Linked DNA regions of Pan troglodytes: regions 1 and 3 are each linked to region 2. Evidence: chromatin contacts called from public Hi-C and HiChIP or PLAC-seq data. All regions are on one chromosome and are shown on one strand. Each heading gives the region's core, a stretch centred on a gene start, on an enhancer-like site or on the middle of the called end of the contact. The rest is flanking DNA. Distances are from core to core; before and after follow the strand shown.

What was found. A called contact is a pair of places that touch in the nucleus more often than the background predicts. HiChIP or PLAC-seq counts read pairs in DNA pulled down with a chosen protein or histone mark.
Region 1: a Hi-C map of stem cell-derived neural progenitor cells shows a contact between it and region 2, with 5 times the contacts expected there. The contact joins the enhancer-like site here to the promoter of INSYN2B in region 2. A contact is called at or near these places in 3 of 7 Hi-C or Micro-C datasets (blood, induced pluripotent stem cells and stem cell-derived neural progenitor cells), 1 of 1 datasets of contacts at active chromatin or transcription factors (stem cell-derived excitatory neurons) and 1 of 1 other capture datasets (stem cell-derived neural stem cells).
Region 3: an H3K4me3 HiChIP or PLAC-seq map of stem cell-derived excitatory neurons shows a contact between it and region 2, with 8 times the contacts expected there. The contact joins the promoter of SPDL1 here to the promoter of INSYN2B in region 2. A contact is called at or near these places in 1 of 7 Hi-C or Micro-C datasets (stem cell-derived neural progenitor cells) and 1 of 1 datasets of contacts at active chromatin or transcription factors (stem cell-derived excitatory neurons).

The regions. Positions count from the first base shown.
Region 1 is chr4:167,358,260-167,362,415 of NHGRI_mPanTro3-v2.0_pri, forward strand. It overlaps DOCK2 (dedicator of cytokinesis 2), which reads left to right. Exons shown (of 52, transcript XM_016954162.4): 10 at 671-806; 11 at 3,243-3,318. Among named protein-coding and RNA genes, the nearest start is that of DOCK2, 60 kb to the left of the region's middle. Within about 2 kb of position 1,257, at least 2 of the 24 cell types and tissues checked have an H3K27ac peak or open chromatin away from gene starts, as enhancers often do. A contact at or near this core is called in stem cell-derived neural progenitor cells, where this site is marked.
Region 2 is chr4:167,639,144-167,642,751 of NHGRI_mPanTro3-v2.0_pri, forward strand. INSYN2B (inhibitory synaptic factor family member 2B) reads right to left here and starts at 2,317. Exons shown (of 4, transcript XM_003310975.6): 1 at 2,099-2,317. The region is part of intron 27 of DOCK2 (dedicator of cytokinesis 2); the gene reads left to right.
Region 3 is chr4:167,257,129-167,261,311 of NHGRI_mPanTro3-v2.0_pri, forward strand. It overlaps SPDL1 (spindle apparatus coiled-coil protein 1), which reads left to right and starts at 1,277. Exons shown (of 12, transcript NM_001280345.1): 1 at 1,277-1,479; 2 at 3,928-4,109. The coding sequence starts at 3,951.

The sequences.
Region 1 (4,156 bases), core at 7-2,506, 280 kb before region 2:
TGATTTGCCACATTCCTTTCCCTGTGGCAGAGACAGTGAGCGCACCCGTGCTGAGATAGAGCTGCCAGCCAGGGGCCCAGAGTAAGTAAGTAATCAGAGCCCCCACCCCTCTGCATTGGCCCTGTAGACTGCACCAGAAGTAAACTTCTGCTGTGTTGTAAGCACTGAGATATTGGGGTTGTTAGCACTACCTCAACCCAACTGATGGCCACACTTTAGATGTGCAGGAAATGGTAGCTGTTATGATTTTTTTCTCTTCCTTTTGTCTTCTCTCTCAGAGGTTCTGAGCAATGATGTGACCGATGGTGTCATCCGAGTCATCTGTAGCAAATGCTACTTTTGGATCTATCACCTCGGCATATGGGGAATCCTGTCTGTACAGCTGATATTCCACCTCTACCCTTCTCTTGCCTTATCATTTTGAGAGGGAAGAATTGGGATTAAACACTAGAGTTTTATCACTCATTTTCCTTTGCAAACCTTACCTTGCTTATCTGTAAAATGGATGTGAGAGCCTTGTTTCTATCTTTTCCAGACTTATTGTATGATTGGTCCATGTATAGCAAGTATTATATACATCCCTCAGAAATTACTATTACTGGGTTTTCTTGTCTACCTTTTTTCCCCCATTCAGCACATGATGGTCAATTTTTTGTTTCTTTCCCCACAGGATCTTGGAAACAAAGACCTCAACAGGGATAAAATTTACTTGATTTGTCAAATAGTCCGGGTCGGCAAGATGGATCTTAAGGATACTGGTGCAAAGAAGTGCACGCAGGGACTGAGGAGGCCCTTTGGGGTGGCAGGTAAGGGGCACACTCTGCATCATTAATTTTTATTGGAGCGCACATTTTATGTGGCTGAATTGTAATGATGATTTGTTTCCCAACTGCCTCCTGCTGCCCCCACCCCTGCAAAATTTATGCCAGACAGCCCTTAATAACTACATTTCTGGTGACTAAATCAAAATAATTGGTGACTAAGTCCAGATTTATGATGAACACAGTGAATCATGGGCTCCTCTTGTCTGGAGTAGAGCATCGGGAGACCGGGGCCGTCTGAGCAGTTGACACCTTTGCTCCCCAGCTCTGTGAAAAAGGAAAAACAATACAGGCAGGATCTAATTATGAGGAGCAAATCATTTAAAAAATACATCTAGGACAGGAAATGCAGTTACACAGAATGAGTCACCTACCACACATCTAAATTCCAGATGAAAACGGACATTTGGAGAATTGGCGTGACCTGAGGCAGAGCCCTGCATGAGGCTGCTGTACAGCAACATCAGCTCTGCATTCCTCTTAAGCTTTAGTTCTCCTGGGGTTTCTAAGGCTTCGTCATTCTTGCCCCACTTTTATGGTTTTAGTTATGTTTGACTACCACTTGTACTGTTATTTACCAAATATATTTTCTTTTAATCAACCTGCTTTACATAATGTATGTTTTTCATCAAAGGCAATTTAAATTCCTGTGAAAATGGCAATTTGATATGCCAGTTTTCTTTTTATTAAAATATAAAATTTTAAGAGTATACCGTGTATAACCCCTATGTACCATAGCTAACCTCAGTGTTTCAGGTTTCTCACTTCAAGATGCTCTGATCTGTAATCGCAGACCTGCTTACTCTCCAACTAGTCCCCTGGCACTGCTTGCAAAGTGGTGGAGTGGAGGATGTTTTACTGAGCTCACTGTTTTTTTTTTTTTTTTTAACCTGGCACTGCGGCTAGCTAGCCAGCCAGTGATCTTGGGCAAGCATTTTCCCCAGAGCCTTAGTTTTATTATGTGCAAAATGAAGGACTCATACCTGGTTAATTCATGAAATCCTCTACTGCTCTAAAATGCTCTGATTCTACTTGTGGGGGCATTTCTGACATCATGGTGTTTCTGTTAAGGCAGTGAGGATCCTTCAACCTTACTGCAAAGTGTGTCTTTGTCCTCAGCTGTAGCCTGCCCTCTCTTTTGGTGTCAGATGACAGAAATCTGATCTAAACTGGTAGAAGAAGGAAAAAAAAGGTACTTTATTGGTGTAACTGAAAAGCTTATGAATAGATCGCTTCAGGCATAGCTGGATCCAGGAACTCAAATCAGTTTGTCTCTTTCTTGCTCCTATGTCCTCATGCTGGCTTACTATGAAGAATTTGTCTCTTTCTTGCTCAGCCCTTATGTCTTCATGCTGGCTTACTAAGAAGATGGTTGTCCAGCTAGTTGGCAAATTATCAGCCAGCTGTTCCAAGCTTGCATCCTACCAACTTAGCAACCAGTGGAAAGAATGTACCTCTTTCCCATTAGTTTCAGCAGAAGCCCCAGGAGCTTTAATATAGGTCACGTCCTCATCTCCATAGTCTTTACTCTGGGCAGGGAGAGATGATTATCTGATCTACCAGGTCCTATGAATAACTTTGGAGCCAAAGGGAAATTGCCCTGCCCTAATCACAGCACTGAGGATGGATGAGGAGAGTCAGTTATAGAGAATGGATGCTCAGTTTCTCCTCCTGTCTGCTCTCTGACTCCCCTCTCTATCTAGATGCAGTCAGTGGTTGATTATTACCCAAGCAATTTTAATGGCCCCCTGCCCAGTGCCTGGAGTGTTTGACGTATTTTCTGTAACTAGGGTATGAGCTTGATTGGAGTAGCTTTTCTCAGCCCTCTCCTACACTCCCACTTCTATAATCCCCATTCTAGTGTAGGAGTTCTTTACCTTGGTTTTGGGACCTTTAGTGGCTGATTTAAGGAAAGGTTTCAGAGGATCCAGGATACCTCTGGAATCACAGGATTTGAGGATTCTTCAGTTATGTATCTGTACATATGAGTATGCTTATGAAAAGAGGGTGGATATTTCATGAGATTCTCAGATCCTACAGAGACCCAATCACTGCTCTCTGGTTTTGTAGGCATGGTAGACATTCAATACATGCATGTCAAATCCAAACCTAATTGCTGAATTCCACAGCCACGGCTCTGACCCTTTCCTTTTGGCCTCTGCTAAGCCATGGTGCTCTTGGATGCCTCCCTGGCCCTCTGACCTCCCAGTCTGCTTTGCCTGGAGGTATTTGCCCTGGTGCTGCACGCGAGGAACCTCTGCTGTCTGAGTATTGTGCCGCACTGGCTTGCTTGCCATTTTAGGCCTTCCTGACCCCCAGGCATCCCAGGCTCTACCTCCTGTCCCATAAGCTCATCCCACTGTCATCCCTTATGGGAGCAGGAGGAAGTTAAACTATTAATTCATTCTGTCTTCTTTCTAGTTATGGATATAACAGACATCATCAAGGGGAAAGCAGAGAGTGATGAAGAAAAGCAGCACTTCATTCCTTTTCACCCGTAAGACATTTCCCATTTCTTTCCATTCTCTTCAACCACACCCTTTGTCATCAAGGGCTGCTGGAGCTCAGAGGGTACCAGTTCCCTGAGTTAGTGATAGGCAGGTGGAGACTCCCAAGGGAAGCGCAGGATGAGAATCATTGGCTCAGTGCCCAGGCACTCAAAACCAAACAGCTCTTCAGCCATTCATTCATCAGACGTTATTTATGCCACAGACATTTATTGGTGGCCTGGCAGAGGCTGGCACTGTGCTAGGTGTGGAGGATGAAGTAGTGAACAAGATGGGCCCTGTCTTCATGGAGCTCATAGTATAGATGGGGAATTAAACAGATAATCAACAAAAGATTAATGCATTAATTACAAGTGCAGCAGAAACCACGAAGCTGTGAAGCAGCAGCATTTCAGGAGCGTGTGGCAGGGAATCCTAACCTGGTTCTCATGGATAGATATATCCATGACTTAGGAGGAGGGCAATAAGGGAGGTCAATGTCCTCTCCTCTCCTGTTCCAAAAGGAGTCTTCCAGAAAGCAGGGCTCCAGTTTGAGAGCATCATCAGTACTTAATAGCCCTAAGGATGGTCCAGGTAATGAGGCTAGTGACTTTGCTGAAGGCGTGTGATAACGACTTAGCAGGAGCAACTCAAGTCTTTACCCTTGCTAAGCAGATATGCATGTTGAAAGCTTTGGAATCCTACCTTTATAAGCATCTTCCTGGAGAATAAGAAATGGCCTCTACCTGTAGCATTGATATTCCCAAATTTCAGAGCCACATTGCTTTGTGATAAAAAGTGAGGTACCTCTTGATGGCATGTATATACCCTGGGCTGACATACGCAAAC
Region 2 (3,608 bases), core at 1,067-3,566:
AAGCTTCCGAAGTTGGCTGTTTCACTCCCTCTGCGATCTCATCACTCCTACTAATCTTAGGTGAGTGGGGGTTGCATGGGCAGGCAGCACCCATGCCCCTCGCCCCTATTTTGTTTGTTTCCCAAGGCAGGGCAAACTGGTAGCCTTTCCCTCAATTCACTTGGCACTGCAGGGGTCCTGGCTCTGTGTGTGTGTGTGTGTGTGTGTGTGTGTGTGTGTGTGTGTAGGTGTGTTTGCATTAGAGGTTGTTAAATAGATATGTTTAAGTTGAATGTTGTACACTAAAATTATTGGCATTGTCAATATGATGATGATGATGATGATGATGAATTTTTTAATGCAAAAGAGTGGAATGATTTGGGGAGCGCTAATCTCCTGATCACAATCACCTAGTATCCCAGCTAATTAATTTTGATCACACAATATTGGGTTTCTCTTCTTCTCTCTCACCATCACACAGTGAAGAGACCCTCACTCTTTTCCTTTGGAGCGTCCAAGTGTGCAAGACCTCCCTACGTCCCAATGGGCTGAATTAATTAAGAGGATTGATTGTCTTGGATCACTGAAGAGGGTTCTGTACAGCAAATAAGCCCTGCCACTCAAGGTGTTAAGTAGTCCCTCATCAGCCAAGTGCCTGCGATGATTGCACTTATTTTTACACGTTTGACCTAGTTTCAAACCGTGTCTCTTCATGCTGTGATTCATTAGCCACATTTTAAACCATCCCAATCGGAGCGAGGTGACACTGTCTGGTTTGTGCCAGAGTCTCGGATACAATTTCTCACTGGAATTTAATATGCAAGTCTCCCTGGAATTCTGTTTTAAGAAGCAATTTCCCATCCTGGCATGCTGCTTGGATATGGATGAGTGGCTGCCTCATTCCTAGGTAGTAAATATGTCGATTACAGAATTTCTGCCAGGGATGAAAAGAGGGGGATTCTTGCTAGCCTGGAGACTGCAAGGGATCCCTCCACCCCTCTGTTCCCCATGCAGTATTCAGGCTTTTCCAGGTTTCTGACAGGGCTGGGAGTTTGAGCTCCTACACTGTAAAGTTTGAACAACGTCAGTGTTAGGGCTGTCTAAGTTGCTAGGGCAAATGCAGTCTGCTCAACATTCCCCCACCCCTATTCCTATGTCCCCTAAAAATTTAAGACATGGTGGATATGGAAGTAAGGTCTCAAACTTGTACAGAGGGGCAGGACACAAATGCCATTTTTAAGGAAACTACTGAAAAAGAGACACACATCAGAGAAGCAAAATGTTATTCCATGATTCTATCGCTGTATGACAAAAGAGGTGGTTTTTAAAATCCAAATGACAGAAAGGAGACTTTTCTGAATATGAAGCTGCTGCTCGTTTCTCACTCCATTTCAGGTTATCAATCATTCACATTGGTGTGATTTCCCACAGATCTGATACCAAAGGGGGCTAGACACCATAGCAGAAAAGAAAGATGCTTCTAGTCAGAAGTAAAACACTGTCATTTTTCATTAACAGCCAAATGCAGGTAACTTGTCCAAACTTCAGTCACATTGCACTACAAATCGTACCAAAAGGCACGCAACCGGGTTTTTCTACGTGGTAGTGAGAACTAAGAAATTAACAAGCTGGTAAAAGTAATTTTGATTGACCAGTGAACTACAACACACCGACCAACTCCTAATGAAAAGATAATGGTTTTTTTCGTAAAACAGCCACTCTCTCTAGATGGGGACTAGAATCCCCCTCCCTTTTTATCTTTTAAAATGAAGAATGGAAGTTTCTCTAAACAAGGCTTAAGACAATTCATCCTTTTCAAGGCAATTCCAGGCAACTTGAGATCCAAGGTTTGTTTTTCTTTGCTTTTTTTCCCCCTTCAAATTCAAATCAAGCCATTTGAAATAACAAGCATTCCATATCCATGCATTTGGGGCAGCCTGCAGTTCTGACAATGGTGGATTTTCCACTACATACCACCACACACACACACATACAAGCTCCCAGTCTCACTGTTGATTTAAGCCAAAGCTTTGAAAGTAAACTATTGTCCAAGAGACGATCGCATTTTCTCTTAGAGGATCATCGATCATAAAAAATAAAACCTACCCACATCTCTTACCTTGAAGCAGTGGAATTACCTGCAGAGGATGGTCCCCCTTCCTTGCACAATGAGCCAGGCTTTGACCAGCAGCAAAATTACTCCAAAAGAAGGAATAATAAGTCCTTCATATTGTAATTTTCACTGTTTATATGCAAGAAGTGTAGTGGGTCTGCTCACGTAGGAATAAATAAAAAGCCGAACAAACTGCTCGGCAGCTACCATGTGAAAAGAAAAGACCTCTAGTGGCCACAGGCTGAATTCTTTAAGGAAGGGAGAGGAGAGATGGAGCAGAGGAAACACACGCTCCTGTGTGTGTATAGACACACACACACACATATGCAGGCACACACACATGCACATACACACACTCCTACACCCCACAAATGCTAAGGTTTCTCCTTTCTTGCATTTGGCCTGGCTGGAGGTGGAAACGAGAATAATGGTTATTTCTTGATTTAAGTGGGAGCTGGTTAAATTAGCAGTGACAGCGGTGTTCTGCCTAGTTTGAAAGGGATAATTTCACACACTCACTACCACCCCCTGGGGGCCTGAGCAGGAAAAAGAATTTGACTCTGGCTCTTCAAGGAGTTGCCACCCAGTGTAGAGGCTACAAGTTCCCATCAACAAAGCATCATCAGCCATTGTCCCTGAGAGTCCCAGCTTTGTGATCTCCGCCGGATTTGCATGTTTTCTAGTCATTTATGGTGTGCGGGTGTGGTGGTCACTTGGCAGGGAGAGCCAGCTTCCTGGGTTTGTAAGCTTCGTAGTCATGACAGGCCCCTTGCTTAGAAGGGCTCCGTGGCTGTGTCAAAATTCTGAATAGTTTTAAACAAGGGCTTTGCATTTGTACTTTGTTCTGGGACTCACTAATTACATAGCTGTTCCTGCTGACAAGGAAAGCATGCTATCCCTAACTTCCCAATTGAAAAGAACCTAGAAACAAATGAAAATCCATATCATGGGAGCTACTTTTGGGAGTGTAAACTTAAGAAACAGTTTTCCAAAAGGCTTCCTGTTTCTCTACCACTGGAACGAAATTGTAAACCTGGGAGGAAATATATACACATGTAGATATACGTACAGGCATACCTCATTTTATAATGCTTCACAGATAACTGTTTTTTACAAATTGAAGGTTTGTGGCAACCCTGCATTGAGCAAGTCTCTTGGCACCATTTTTCCAACAGCCTGTGCTCACTTCGTATCTCTGCATCACAGTTCGGAAATCCAAGCAATATTTCAGACTTTTTTCATTATTATTATACCTGTTATAGTGATCTGTGATCGGTGACCTTTGATGTTACTATTATAATTGTTTCAGCGCACCATAAACAAACTTCACTATGGCAAAGTTCACTGTTGTCTTTTTTTAAGAAATTGCCGCAGCCACTCTAGTCTTCAGCAACCACCACCCTGATCAGTCAGCAGCCATCAGCATCAAGCCCAGACCCTCCCCCAGCAAAATGATTCCTATTTACTGAAGGCTCAGATGATCATTAGAGTTTTTTAGCAATATTTTTAAATTAAG
Region 3 (4,183 bases), core at 27-2,526, 380 kb before region 2:
TCCAAGAACATAGGTGTGATTACAAAAGAATGAGCATCTGGTTCATTGGAGTCCCAGATAAATCTGTGAGACTACACTGTGAGCAATTTGTTGCCAATCTTAAAGCTCAGATCAACCCTTTGAGTCTGGCTTAGCTCAGGCAGAAATTGTAGTCTGCAAAAGAAACTGAGAAGAAGAGGGCAAGGAGAGTGTGGCATCCCAAGACATAAAGACTCAAATCAACGAGAGCAAGCAACTCTGTCAAATTTCACCAGAAGTGAGGACTAAATATTGACTACCGAATTTTGCAAGGTAGGAATCACTGGTAAACCTAACAAGAGCCACTTCATAGTATTGGTTGGGACCAAATCCTGGTTAAAGTGGGAAAAACAAACAAAAGAACAAAAGGTAAGAAAACGGAGATAATGGATGTAAAGATTTTTTTTCCCCAGAAATTTTGTTATAAAGAGATGAAAACAAATGCGGTGGTTGCTGATTGGTGTCAAGGAGGATTTTTTAAAAAATGAAATCGTGAAATGATTTTATGGCAATCACTGCAGCATGTTTATGAGCTGATAGGGAAGATCCAATAGAGAAGAAAAAACTGAAGATGCAAAAAAGAGCAGTTAGAGCCAAGTTCTCAAATAGGCAAGAAAAGATGGGCTCGAAAGAACGACATGATTCATGTAACAGTTACTAGGACTCATCAGTGCTCATTAAATGTTAGCTATTATTATTTCTGATCGCTTGAATTTTTGAATAGGCATCAGGTTTACAAAATATTATTATTAAAAACACATGCAAACAGCTTGGACTCTAAGTCAGACTGCATTCAATTCTAGTTCTACCACTTGGACAAGGCACTTTTTTTCTTCGGGCTTTTTCTCTGTGGAAAACGAGGAGTAATATCTGCCTCATAAGGCTGCGGGCTTAACTGAGATAATCTGTAAACTTTAGCACATGGTGGGAACTTAATATTAACGCCAGTATTACCACTGGTAGGGTGCATGAGATCGCACGATGGTGCCAAAGGTGTCTCTCCACCGCCCAGCCCAGCGACACTGTTCCCCTAGAAGGCATTGTCGTAAAAACAAAACAAAAAAAAACGAACAAACAAAACACCAAAACACGGAAACTAAAAGCAAATACTTAGAAGACATGCAGGAAACCAGCCCAAGGAAAAATTTATGTGAAGGAGCCACGTCTGCGCCTGCGCCTGCGCCAGGCCCACGGCGCGCCACTTGCACATGCGCAGTACCTGTAGGAGGGGGCGGGCGCTCCATTGGGCGTTTCTCTTAGTTTTTCCTTTACGCGCGGCTTGGGCGGACGTCTCGTGAGACGTGGGACTTCTCGCGGGAACTGCATTCAAAAAGCCCAGGCGCTTACTCGAGAGCTAGCCGAGTGAATGGGTGGTGACTGTGGAGTTGGCGTCCTCAATGTGGACGACCTGAGCTCCCATTAGGAGCCGCTGGCTGCGGCAGCAGGGGACCAGCGTGAGAGGTAGGGGCAAGGGGCCTGGTGGGAGGTGGGTGTGGAGAGCGGCAGTGGAGAGAGTCGAACAGGCCCTAAAGAAAGCTAGGGGCCGGGGTCTCGGCCGAGGCCTTTAGCTGAAACATCTCCTTCCCCGGAACCCTGGGGTCTTATACACTGGGTTCCGAGCCGGTCTTATCTTCCGTGGGACCGCCTCGCCGCCCTCAGGGATTCTGGACAAACATGGAAGGCTGGGTCGGTTGCCGGGTCCTCAAAATGATAACCGCCACTGGATCTGCGCTGTGCGGTACGGTAGCCTCTAGCCCGAACTGAGAAATGGTGCAGATGGGAGATACACACTGGGTTTCAGAGATAGCGCATAAGGAGTAATATCTCATTAATAATTTTTATAATGATTACATGTTGAAATGATAATGTTTTGAGTGTATTTGTTTAAGTATGTAAATTAATTTTTCATCTTTGTTTACTTTTTAAAACATGATGGCTCCTAGAACATTTAAAATCACGTACATGACTCCCGTTATATTTCTGCTGGACAGCACTGCCCCAGCCGTGTGTCAGATTCTACCCTAATTGCTTTTCATTCGTTATCTCATTTAATCCTTTCAGTAACCGATTAGGTGGGTGTTATTGTGCTTGTTTTTATAGATGATTAAACAAGAAATTAAATAACTTGTCCAAGTTCATGCAGCCAGTGAGTAGTGGAGGCGGGGTAAGAACTCAGGTAGTTTGATTCCCAGAGTTTCCTGTGTCCCAAATGCTTTGTGTGTGCTATATTTTTGAGAAGCAGGACAGGAAAAATGGTTGCAGCACCAGAGTTTCTAGGTAGATTCTAGTTCCCATCACACTTCGCGTCTTAACTTGCGGGTAACCCTAAGCAAGTTACCTAAAACTTTCTATGCCTCAGCTTGCATGTGTCAAATGAGGGAAATACCTTCAACCTCTTGAAGTTGTTGAGAAGATTGAATAAGAATGTGTATAAAGCACCAAGCACAATGTCTGTCACACATTAGTAGTTTTTAATCAACCACGGCTCTCTTTGTAGATTGATAGGTTAACTCTTTCTCATCCATTAGACCTCTGCTGAAAAGTTACTTCCTCTGGAAAATTTTTTTGTCCATGTTCCCTTATACGCGCTGTCCCCCAGATTAGGACAGCTCCCTCTTGTTACAGGCTCAGGTAGCATACATACATCTGTCTCTCTTGCACTTATCATACTTGTAACTTGATAGTTCAATTACTTGATTTAATGTCTTTTACTAATAGACTGTAGGATTCAAGAAGACAGGAATATTGTTTTAGGTTGCCATTGTGTTGTCAACACTAGCAGAATGTCTCACACAATAAGAATTCCAGCAAATTTTTTGAATAAACTAGAGCAAATTTTTTTGGCTTCTCTGGATATGCCTGGCTGGAATGTCTTGAGCTTAACCCTATTTTTATTTTGGTAGTTGAGATGACAGTATTTACTTAACTCAAGCTCATCAAGATAATTAGATGAGATAATATATTTGAAGCACTTAGCATGGCAAATGGTAAATCCTCAACGAATGTAAGTTATTGTGAACAGTACAACATTTAGTTGGCTGGTCCTATCATGTACAGGCTTTGAAAAGGTCTTGCATTTTAGAGCAGTGACTGCCAAGCTGGGATTACCTAGAACACCTTTTTTTTCTCTCTTAAAACCCTGTATCTCTTCCCTTGTCTTCATTCTCAGTTAAAGACCTTGCTTCCTAATTCATTGATAAATTGAAGCAGTTAAAAGGTTACTTACACAGACTTCCACCACTATACCTGCTTATCAGCATCTAAACTCATATACTTTGCTTTAAATGAAATATCCATGCTTCTATTTTTCCTGTCCTGCTTCTCAAAAATATAGCACACACAAAGCATTTGGGACACAGGAAACTCTGGGAATCAAACTGCCTGAGTTCTTACCCCGCCTCCACTACTCACTGGCTGCATGAACTTGGACAAGTTATTTAATTTCTTGTTTAATCATCTATAAAAACAAGCACAATAACACCCACCTAATCGGTTACTGAAAGGATTAAATGAGATAACGAATGAAAAGCAATTAGGGTAGAATCTGACACACGGCTGGGGCAGTGCTGTCCAGCAGAAATATAACGGGAGTCATGTACGTGACTCCAAACATATTGGAAGCTTAGCATACAACAACTGAACAGTTTTCTGATGGTGAACTGTTTAGAAGCAAAATTAAATGTATTCTATTCCACTCTTTAATTTTTTATCCCAAATCAGTAACAGAATTGTCAGAACAGTTCTTGCTCTTGGAACAAGAATGCAAATTTGACTACTTATTAGTCAGGAAGAAAATTTTAATGTTTTTATACGACAGTAGTATTGAGTAGATATGTTTCTTCTGTTATTGATATTATTGCATGGAGTTTTTTGTATAAGCTTAAGTAGTTTTATTTCCTCTATTTACAGTTGGCTAAAAAAAAGAAAAGAACATGGAGGCAGATATAATCACAAATCTTCGATGCAGGCTCAAAGAGGCTGAAGAAGAGCGACTAAAAGCTGCACAGTATGGTTTACAACTAGTAGAGAGTCAAAATGAATTACAGAATCAATTGGATAAATGTCGTAATGAAATGATGACCATGACTGAGGTAGGACTCTGGACTCCTCTGTCTGCAAGAGTGTGCTTAGCTATTGAAGATTTGTCCTGTTTAGCAATTAATAG